Linked DNA regions of Sus scrofa: regions 1 and 2 are each linked to region 3. A link is a contact called in public HiChIP or PLAC-seq data. All regions are on one chromosome and are shown on one strand. Each heading gives the region's core, a stretch centred on a gene start, on an enhancer-like site or on the middle of the called end of the contact. The rest is flanking DNA. Distances are from core to core; before and after follow the strand shown.

The links. HiChIP or PLAC-seq counts read pairs in DNA pulled down with a chosen protein or histone mark.
Region 1: an H3K27ac HiChIP or PLAC-seq map of alveolar macrophages shows a contact between it and region 3. The contact joins two enhancer-like sites. A contact is called at or near these places in 2 of 2 datasets of contacts at active chromatin or transcription factors (alveolar macrophages and skeletal muscle).
Region 2: an H3K27ac HiChIP or PLAC-seq map of alveolar macrophages shows a contact between it and region 3. The contact joins two enhancer-like sites. A contact is called at or near these places in 1 of 5 promoter capture datasets (fetal skeletal muscle) and 1 of 2 datasets of contacts at active chromatin or transcription factors (alveolar macrophages).

Annotation. Positions count from the first base shown.
Region 1 is chr14:38,537,609-38,540,440 of Sscrofa11.1, reverse strand. All of the region lies in intron 1 of PLBD2 (putative phospholipase B-like 2), which reads left to right. Among named protein-coding and RNA genes, the nearest start is that of PLBD2, 4.6 kb to the left of the region's middle. Within about 2 kb of position 1,295, at least 4 of the 83 cell types and tissues checked have an H3K27ac peak or open chromatin away from gene starts, as enhancers often do. A contact at or near this core is called in alveolar macrophages, where this site is marked.
Region 2 is chr14:38,570,664-38,573,379 of Sscrofa11.1, reverse strand. All of the region lies in intron 2 of DTX1 (E3 ubiquitin-protein ligase DTX1), which reads right to left. Among named protein-coding and RNA genes, the nearest start is that of DTX1, 12 kb to the right of the region's middle. Within about 2 kb of position 1,444, at least 3 of the 83 cell types and tissues checked have an H3K27ac peak or open chromatin away from gene starts, as enhancers often do. A contact at or near this core is called in alveolar macrophages, where this site is marked.
Region 3 is chr14:38,857,710-38,860,645 of Sscrofa11.1, reverse strand. All of the region lies in intron 8 of OAS1 (2'-5'-oligoadenylate synthase 1), which reads left to right. Among named protein-coding and RNA genes, the nearest start is that of OAS1, 8.2 kb to the left of the region's middle. Within about 2 kb of position 1,520, at least 40 of the 83 cell types and tissues checked have an H3K27ac peak or open chromatin away from gene starts, as enhancers often do. A contact at or near this core is called in alveolar macrophages, where this site is marked.

The sequences.
Region 1 (2,832 bases), core at 46-2,545, 320 kb after region 3:
CCCCCTGCTCATCTCACAAGAATGGTTCGCCTTTTCATTAGACCCTGAAGTCACCTCAGAGGAATAGCTGCCCCTGACATAAAATCCCAGTGTGGCCCCTAGACTGACCAGAAAAAAAAAAAAAAAAAAAAAAAGAAGAAGACTGGACAAACAAGATTCAGTGCAGCTGACTTTTTATTTTTGTCAAGCAAGTGCATTAAAAACAAACCAGAACAATATTTATCGATCTCTGCCCATTTTATCTAATAGATGATCAGCTATTTTAAAACCAAACAAGCCAGAAGGACATGATCTCTAAATCAAGAACAGTCTAATGGAGGCATTTTGCTTTAGAAACACTCTTCTCAGTGATTTTTGTTTTTTTTTTTTTTTTTGAGCCGCACCCCTGGTATATGGAAGTTCCCAGGCCAGCGGGTCAAATCAGAGGTGTAGCTGCCGGCCTACGCCACAGCCACAGCAACAGATGATCTGAGCCCTGTCTGCAACCTACACCACAGTTCAAGGCAACACAGGATCCTTAACCCACTGAGCGAGGGCAGGGATTGAATCTGCACCTTCATGGATACTAGTCAGATTTGTTTCCTCCAAGCCACGACAGGAACTCCCCCTCAGTGATGTTTTTGTTTGTTTGTATGTGTTGTTGTTGTTTCATTTTGGCCAGGAAGTAGGGTAGAGTTTCTCAGAGTTGCCAGCCAGCACAGCAGTAAAGGATTCCCAAAGCCATTGGCTGATGTCCAGGTCTTCCCATTTCACAGGTGGGGCAGCTGAGGCTGGAAGAGTAAGGAGGTGTGGTGTGAGGCAAGGTTTCAGGCTTCTCATCGGGGAGATCTAGGTTCAGATCTCTGTCTGGACACTTACTACAGGTGGCCATTGGCAGCTGCCTCATCTCTGTGACAGCTTTTCAGAGTCCTTGAAAAAACTGATTAGGGCTCAGGGCCCGAGGCAGCAGAGGGAGCCCTGGAGAGCAGCTCAGGGGATCCAGCACTGAAATCCCCTCATGAATGGGAAGGGTAGGCAGAAACCCACCTAGGACTTAGGCCAAGTGAATAAACCCCATCCAAACCGAATCATCCATGGAGTTCCTGGTGGCCTAGCAGTTAAGGATCCGGCATTTTATCACTGCTGTGGCTTGAGTCACTGCTGTGGCTCAGGTTCGATCTCTGGCCTGGGAACTTCCTCATGTTGCTGGCATGGCAAAAAAAAAAAAAGGGGGGGGAAGCGAATCACCTCAGCTGCCCTTTAGAATTGCAGGAGACTTTCTCTTGGACAAGGGCAGTGAGTGACTAATCCTGTATCTGCGGTACTGCAGCCTGGCTGGGGGATGGGGTGTATGTGGGGGGGAATTGTCACTCTCACATGTCCTTTTCATTTCTGTCCAGCTTGAAGGAGTCATGTGGCTCTTCTCTTTTACATTTTTGGAATTATTATACAAGTACTTTAATTTTTCATGGAAAAATTGGAGCAGTTTGGAAAGGCGAGAAGGGATATGGAAGATAAACGGAGCCCCCATTCTTTCTTTCCATATATCACCACTGTTAGCTCTTTTTTTTTTTTTTTTTCCTTTTCTTTTCTTTTCTGCCACCGAGGCCGAAGTAAGGGACCCATCCTGTGACTGGTGCTCATAGCACCCTCGCACATGCAGGTGAGGGTCCTTGTTCACAGCAGCATTTCTGACCAGAGCTGAGGAAAATCGGGCCCTCCTGAGACGTCCAGAAGGGCCTGACAGTAATCTGCCCATATATGCAGTGGGTTTCTAGAACCATATGGCTGACTTCCATGTGCTAATGAGATGTCAGACCCAGACGGCATGTGGAGGTTCCGAGGCTAGGGTCTAATTGGAGCTGTAGCCGCCGGCCTATGCCGGAGCCACAGCAACTCAGGATCTGAGCCGCATCTGTGGCCTACACCACGGCTTGGGGCAACGCTGGATCCTTGGCCCACTGGGCGAGGCCGGGGATCGAACCAGCAACCTCATGGTTACTGGTCAGATTCATTAACCGCTGCATCACAGTGGGAACTCCAACCCAGTTTTAGAAAGAACAGCGTTATTACAAAAATTCCCATTTTCCTCAAATTTCCATTTTCTTCTCCCAAAACACTGAATGATTTTCTCCCTACCTGTGAATTTCAATTCTGTTCTCCTTTTGTGGCTAACTTACATACCTTATTATCAGGGGAGAAAACAGAATCTTAAGGTTGGAGTTTTAATGAAATCCAACAAAATGAAGCCTACGTGACCCTCCTAGCACAAAAGGAGATAAGGCAAGGAACTGGGGTGAGGGAGATCACATACCATACACAGTGAGGTGGAAAAGCCAGGTAAATTCTAGTCCTCCAGTGCAGCTCCCTCAAGCCCTGTACGACCCACTGTCCTCAGAGGTTAGGTTCTCAATCTCCACGGATGTCATGTTGGGCACATGGACCCTCTGCTGGTACCTGTCCTGGAGGCTGACCCAGGAGGGAGTTTTCCCAGGATGAACTCATAGCCAAAGCCCCATGTGACCTCCTCCAGCTCAGCTTCTTGCTTCTCGAGTACATGAAACAGCACAGAACCTCCTCGGATCCCCTGTGGATGAATTCCAGAAGCATGAACTTCAGCACTATGGACTCCAGGACTCTTGGCCCCCATGCCGCAGACATCTAGGGCATTGGAAATAGGAAACATGTTATTTTATCAAGGATAAAGACGAGAACCACAGAAACCTCTTCCTAATGAAATCCATCAAATTATAATCCCTTGATCTAGACAGAGAGCCTGGTACAATACATTCGAAGTGGTTTCTGGGATTAAGTCCTGGTTCTAGTGGAATATAACCTTGAACAGGGACTAAA
Region 2 (2,716 bases), core at 195-2,694, 290 kb after region 3:
ATCTGAGCCGCATCTGCAACCTACACCACAGTTCATGGCGGCGCCGGATCCTTAACCCACTGAGTGAGGCCAGGGATCCAACCTGCAACCTCATGGTTCCTAGTTGGATTCGTTAACCACTCAGCCACGATGGGAACTCCCGATTCTAAGGGGTTTAACTCAGACAAGTGGTAGCCCAGCCTAGGATACCCCCAGTGATGGGGAACTCACTACCTCAGCTGTTTAGCCATGAAGAGGTTTCTGCCTGGAGAACTTGGTCCTGATTTGACCCCTCTGCTTGTGTGTGGGTGTCTCTGCTCCCAGCTCTTAGCCTTGAGGAGAAACTGACTCTATAGAGACAGGGAAGGCTCTGAGCCCTTCTGTCTGCCCCTCTAGTCTCCAAAGGGCTCCTTTCTGGACTGGGCCAGCCCTAAATCCCGACAATGAACTGCTCCCTCTGGGGGTGGCTTCCTGGAGGGAAGTGACCTCAGTTTGGGGGCACCCAGATCCTCCTGGGAAGGGGGGCCTGTGGGAGGCAGTCATGGGATGTCCTGTCAGGTTGGGGAAGTCCCGCTATAGGCTGAGGCCGGTGACTGGAGCTCGGGCAATGGGTGAAGCCTGATTTGAACACCGACTGGATGCCAGGCCTGCTGAGGTAGTTTACTGACTCCTCTCCCAACCTAGAAGCCTTTAGAACCATCATTCACACTCAGAGAACACATTTTGTGGCCCAAGCTCATGTTAACTCATTTAATCCTCACGTGGCCTTGTGAGGTATGGATATTATTTTATTATTTTATTTTTTTAGGGCTGCACCCGCGGCATATGGAGGTTCCCAGGCTAGGGGTCGACTCAGAGCTCCAGCTGCTAGCCTATGCCACAGCCACAGCCACACCAGGTCCTTAACCCACTGAGAGAGGCCAGTGAGACCCTGCATTCTCATGGACATTATGTAGGTTTCTTAACCCACTGAGCCACAACAGGAACTCCCTTGTGCACTACTATTTGGCAGATGGGGAAACTGAGGCTCTTTGGGAAGACTTGGAGGTCCACCTGGGGGCGGTGGCCTGGCTGGGATTCAAACTGCAGTCTGTGAGCCCAGAGTGCCCCCCTCAACACTGCCCTGTGATCAATAATCCCGCAGTGTTGTTTCCCTCCAAACGCTCCCAGGGGACTTGTCAACTGAGCTGCGGCCCATTAGCGGTTTCTGCACGTTTGAATCTGGCCCAGGGTCCCCAGGGTCGGCTGGCAGCCAGGCAGGGGAGGGGAGGGGGTCTCCAGCCTGGCCTGGGGAAGGCTAAAGGGCTGCATGGCACTCGAAGAGGCCGCCACTTTCAAATCAGTTGCAAAATGTCCCTGCTCTGGAGGCTGCCAGCACCTGAAAGCTGGCTATCCCTACATGATGGGCTGTGGGTGTGGCTTCTGGGTCATCTGGCTTTTAACACACTTGGGTTCAGACCCTCTGGCACAGCAGCAGGAGCTGAAAGAGGGAAATGCAGTGGGTAGGAAGGAGTGAGAGCCCTCTCTCTCCTGGAGCCCTGAGTGGTGTTGGGCAACTGCCTCTGACCCAAGTCTCTGCTTCCTCGTTTGTGAAACAGATATTATCATCATCATATCATCATGGTAAACACCCACAGAGTGCCTCCTATGTGCCAGGTACTGTTCTAAGTGTTTCACATGTTCATTCTTTTTTTTTTTTTCTTTGCTTTGTTAGGACCGCACCCATGGCATATGGAAGTTCCTAGGCTAGGGGTCGAATCGGAGCTACAGCTGCTGGCTTATGCCACAGCCACAGCAATGCCAGATCCGAGCCACACCTGCAACCAACATCACAGCTCATGGCAGTGTTGGATCCTTAACCCACTGAGTGAGGCATCCTCAAGGACACTATGTCAGGTCCTTAACCTGCTAAGCCACAACAGCAACTCCACACATGTTAATTCTTAATCTACACAACATTCTATAGAACAGGTACCATTATTATTGTTGCCTTGTACAAATACCAAAGAGAGAGTGAAGTGACTTACCCCAGATCACATAGCTACTAAGTTAAGCCGGGATTCAGTCCAGCCAGATTTGAACTTCTCTCCACTTCCGCTGCCACCACCCCTACTGCAGCAACCTCTGTCCTGTGTCCCAGTTTCCACCCTTCGACCCTGTCATGCATTCTCACAGACTCAAGTCTGACCACATCTCTCCTCCGCTCAACACCCCTCAATAGCTCTCTAGTGCCCTTAGGAATGAACGGTCTAAGTGCATTAACTCATCTTCCAGGCCCATCACAAGCCTCACACTCCTACGGCACCAAACTTCTAGCTATTCTCTGAACACATCACACGTGCTTATGCCTCTGCATATTTGCACAGGCTGTTCCCTCTGGCATGTCCTTCCACCCACACCACCCCATTTTCCTCCCTGCTGAAGTCCTACACACTTGTCATGGTTCAGCTCAAGCACTGTCCCCTGAAAATCTCTGCTGTCTTCAGGGAGAATCACTCCCTTCTTGGGACTCACATAGCACACCTTGCACTTGCAGGAGCGCCAGTAAAGCACGTAGCTCACTGAAGGTTGAGGCATCTGTTTCTTCTAGCCCGGAAACCTCTCAAAGGCTGGACTGGCTTCAGCCACCTTAGCATCTCTCCACAGCCAGGAGCACAGGGAGGTAGGCACTTGGAAAATGCTAGCTGAATGGATGAATGAATGAATGAACCTACCCGAATACTGCAAATGATGAGGC
Region 3 (2,936 bases), core at 271-2,770:
TCTTAGAATCCCTCTTGGAGCGAGATAGCTGGGTCATAATCAGCCATGACCATGAATAAACAACAATGTTCACAATTTGGAGGCAACACATTCTTACAGAACACCGGCCAGGCTCACAGGTTCTACTCATGACAAGGTTTGTGAATCTATTTTTCTAAACATGAGGCAGCAACAGATGCACGCTATTCCATATGAAATAGGTAACTAGCACAGGAAATATATTCAATATCTTATAATATTGTAATATATATATATGTAGAACTGAATCACTTTGCTATACACCTGACACCAACACAATGTTGTAATCGACTATACTTCAATGAAAAAAGAATAGATAGGCATTCCCTTGTGACTCAGTGGATTAAGGACCCAAAGTTGTCTCTGTGAGGATATGGGTTCAAAGCTGCACACCTGGGGACACTTGGAATTGTAAAACTGCTTTAAGAAATAAAGTCTAGGAGGAGTTCCCGTTGGTGGCTCAGTGGTTAACAAATCCAACTAGGAACCATGAGGTTTCGGGTTCTATCCCTGGCTTCACTCAGTGGGTTAAGGATCTGCTGTTGCCGTGGCTGTGGTGTAGGTGGCAGACAGGGCTTGTTCCCGCCTTGTCATGGCTGTGGCGTAGGCTGGCGGCTACAGCTGCAATTCCACCACTAGCCTGGGACCCTCCATATGCAGCAGATGCAGCCCTACAAAGACAGAAAAAGAAAGGAAGGAAGGAAGAAAGGAGAAAAGAAATAGTCTATTAATCAAAAAGTTAAAAGTATAGTCATGACATTAAAAAGAAAAAGATCTCTGAGTGTGTGTACATGTTGGTAAATCTAGAAAAATGTCTGAAAAACTCTACACCAAAGTACTTGCAGCTGTACTCTTTGAGGTTGAGGACCAGGGTGGTCTTTATGCTTCCTGATCACTCTGACTTTGTTTCTGTTTGCAATATACATGCACTGCTGCAAAGACCATAGGAGATTATAAAATAGTTTCGTCAGCAACAAGAAAAAGGACAAGGAGGAGTTTTTCTTGCGGCTCAGCAGTAATGAACCTGACTAGGATCCATGAGGACATGGGTTCCATCCCTGGCTTGCTCAGTGGGTTAAGGATCTGGCATTGCCCTGAGCGCTGGTGTAGGTCGCAGACCCAGCTCAGATCTGGCATTGCTGTGGCTATGGTGTAGACCAGCAGCCACAGGTCCAATTCAAGCCCTAACCTGGGAACTTCCATATGTCGCCGGTGGGGATGGACCTCAAAAGACAACAAAAAAAGAACGGAGAAACCAAAAATACCTTGTTACTCCAGATTACTCTTGGGGGAAGTACCAACCGAGGTTACAAAGTACCTTTTCAGAGTTGAGTCTGAAGAAAGACCAGATGTCTGGATTGCCTGATGAAGGCACAAAGTCTGAGATAGTGGAGGAAAGAACTGGAGCCAGACAGCGTCCCGGATCAAGGAGTGTTGATTGCACAGACCAAACTCAGGACAGAGCTCCTCCCTCCCAAGGAAATGAAACTTACAACAGCCCAGACTCAGGGCAGGGCTCCAACTTCAAGGAAAGGAACCAATAGCAGCCCACACACAGGGACGAGCTCCACCTTCAGAAAGGAAACCTACAAAAGCCCAACACAAGCAACAGAAGACAGAGGGACAACACCTTCAGACAGCCTACTCACAACTCCACTCCCCTCCCGACTCTCTGCCCCAGGGTCCTGATGGAGCTGAGGCATACCCCTGCTAGGGACTAGACAATTCATCGAAGACCACCTCCTGCCAAACACGTGTTTCCGAACGCAGGTCAAGGAAGCCATCGACATCGTCTGCAGATTCCTGAAGGAGAGTGCTTCCAGGGACGCCGACCCTGTTCGCGTCTCCAAAGTTGTTGAAGGTGAGTCTGGGACTGCCTGGCCGGGAGAAGGTGGCGAAATGAATGTCTCTCTGGCCACAGACACAGACAGACAGACAGCAAGACCTTGAGGTGCCTGGGCTGTGGCTTCTGCCTGCTCCACGACAAATACGTAAGCACAGCTTGGAGGAGGAAGCAAGCTTCTGGGCTGAGGGCCTCCATCTGGGAGTGTCTACCAATGCCGGGTGCACTTTGTGACCCGTCTCTGTCGCGCCCACTTCAGAGACAGGACTAGGGCAGCAGCTCTTGCCTCAGTCTGCTCACCAGTGACCGGGCTGGGAATCACCATTTCTGCACAGCCCTGAGCTGGTGAGGAGCGTAAGCTGGGAAGGCAGACAGCCCCTACCGGCTGTGAAATCCTGGCAACTCACTTACTTACCTCCCTGTGTCCCAGTTTCCTCACCATAAGTCCCAGTACCTTCTAGGGCTCGCAGATCAAGTGAAATAAGGCGTGTCACCCACCTGCATGGGCCAGTCAGTGTGCATACCCACTCGTGATATGGATCAAAAGAGACAGGGAGGACAGAACACAGGCCTGGAAAAGGCAACCAGGCTGTGAACCGCATCTCTGCCCCCTACTAGCTGTGTGAGGGGCTGACACATCATCTCTCTCAGCGTCTGTTTCCTTCTCTGGATATGGGAGCAGCTATTAGGAGCAGCGGCGTCCCAGGTCCTTGTGCACATTCGAGGAGTTGAGACTGGGAAGGCCTTCAGGACAGGGGCGAGCATCCAGACTCTTAGCGACTGTGCTCAGCATTTTGCTCAGGGAGGCTCTGCTCAACAATCGATGTCTGTTCTCTTTCTCATCACCTGCTTAGGTGGCTCCTCGGGCAAAGGCACGACCCTCAGGGGCGATCAGATGCTGACCTCGTCGTCTTCCTCACCAAGCTCAAAGTTTTGAGATCAGCTTCGGCGCCGAGAGAATTCATCCAGGAAATTCGGAGACAGCTGGAAGCCTGTCAAAGAGAACAAAAGTTTAAAGTGACGTTTGAGGTCCAGAGTCCACGACGGGAGAACCCCGTGCCTCAGCTTCGTGCTC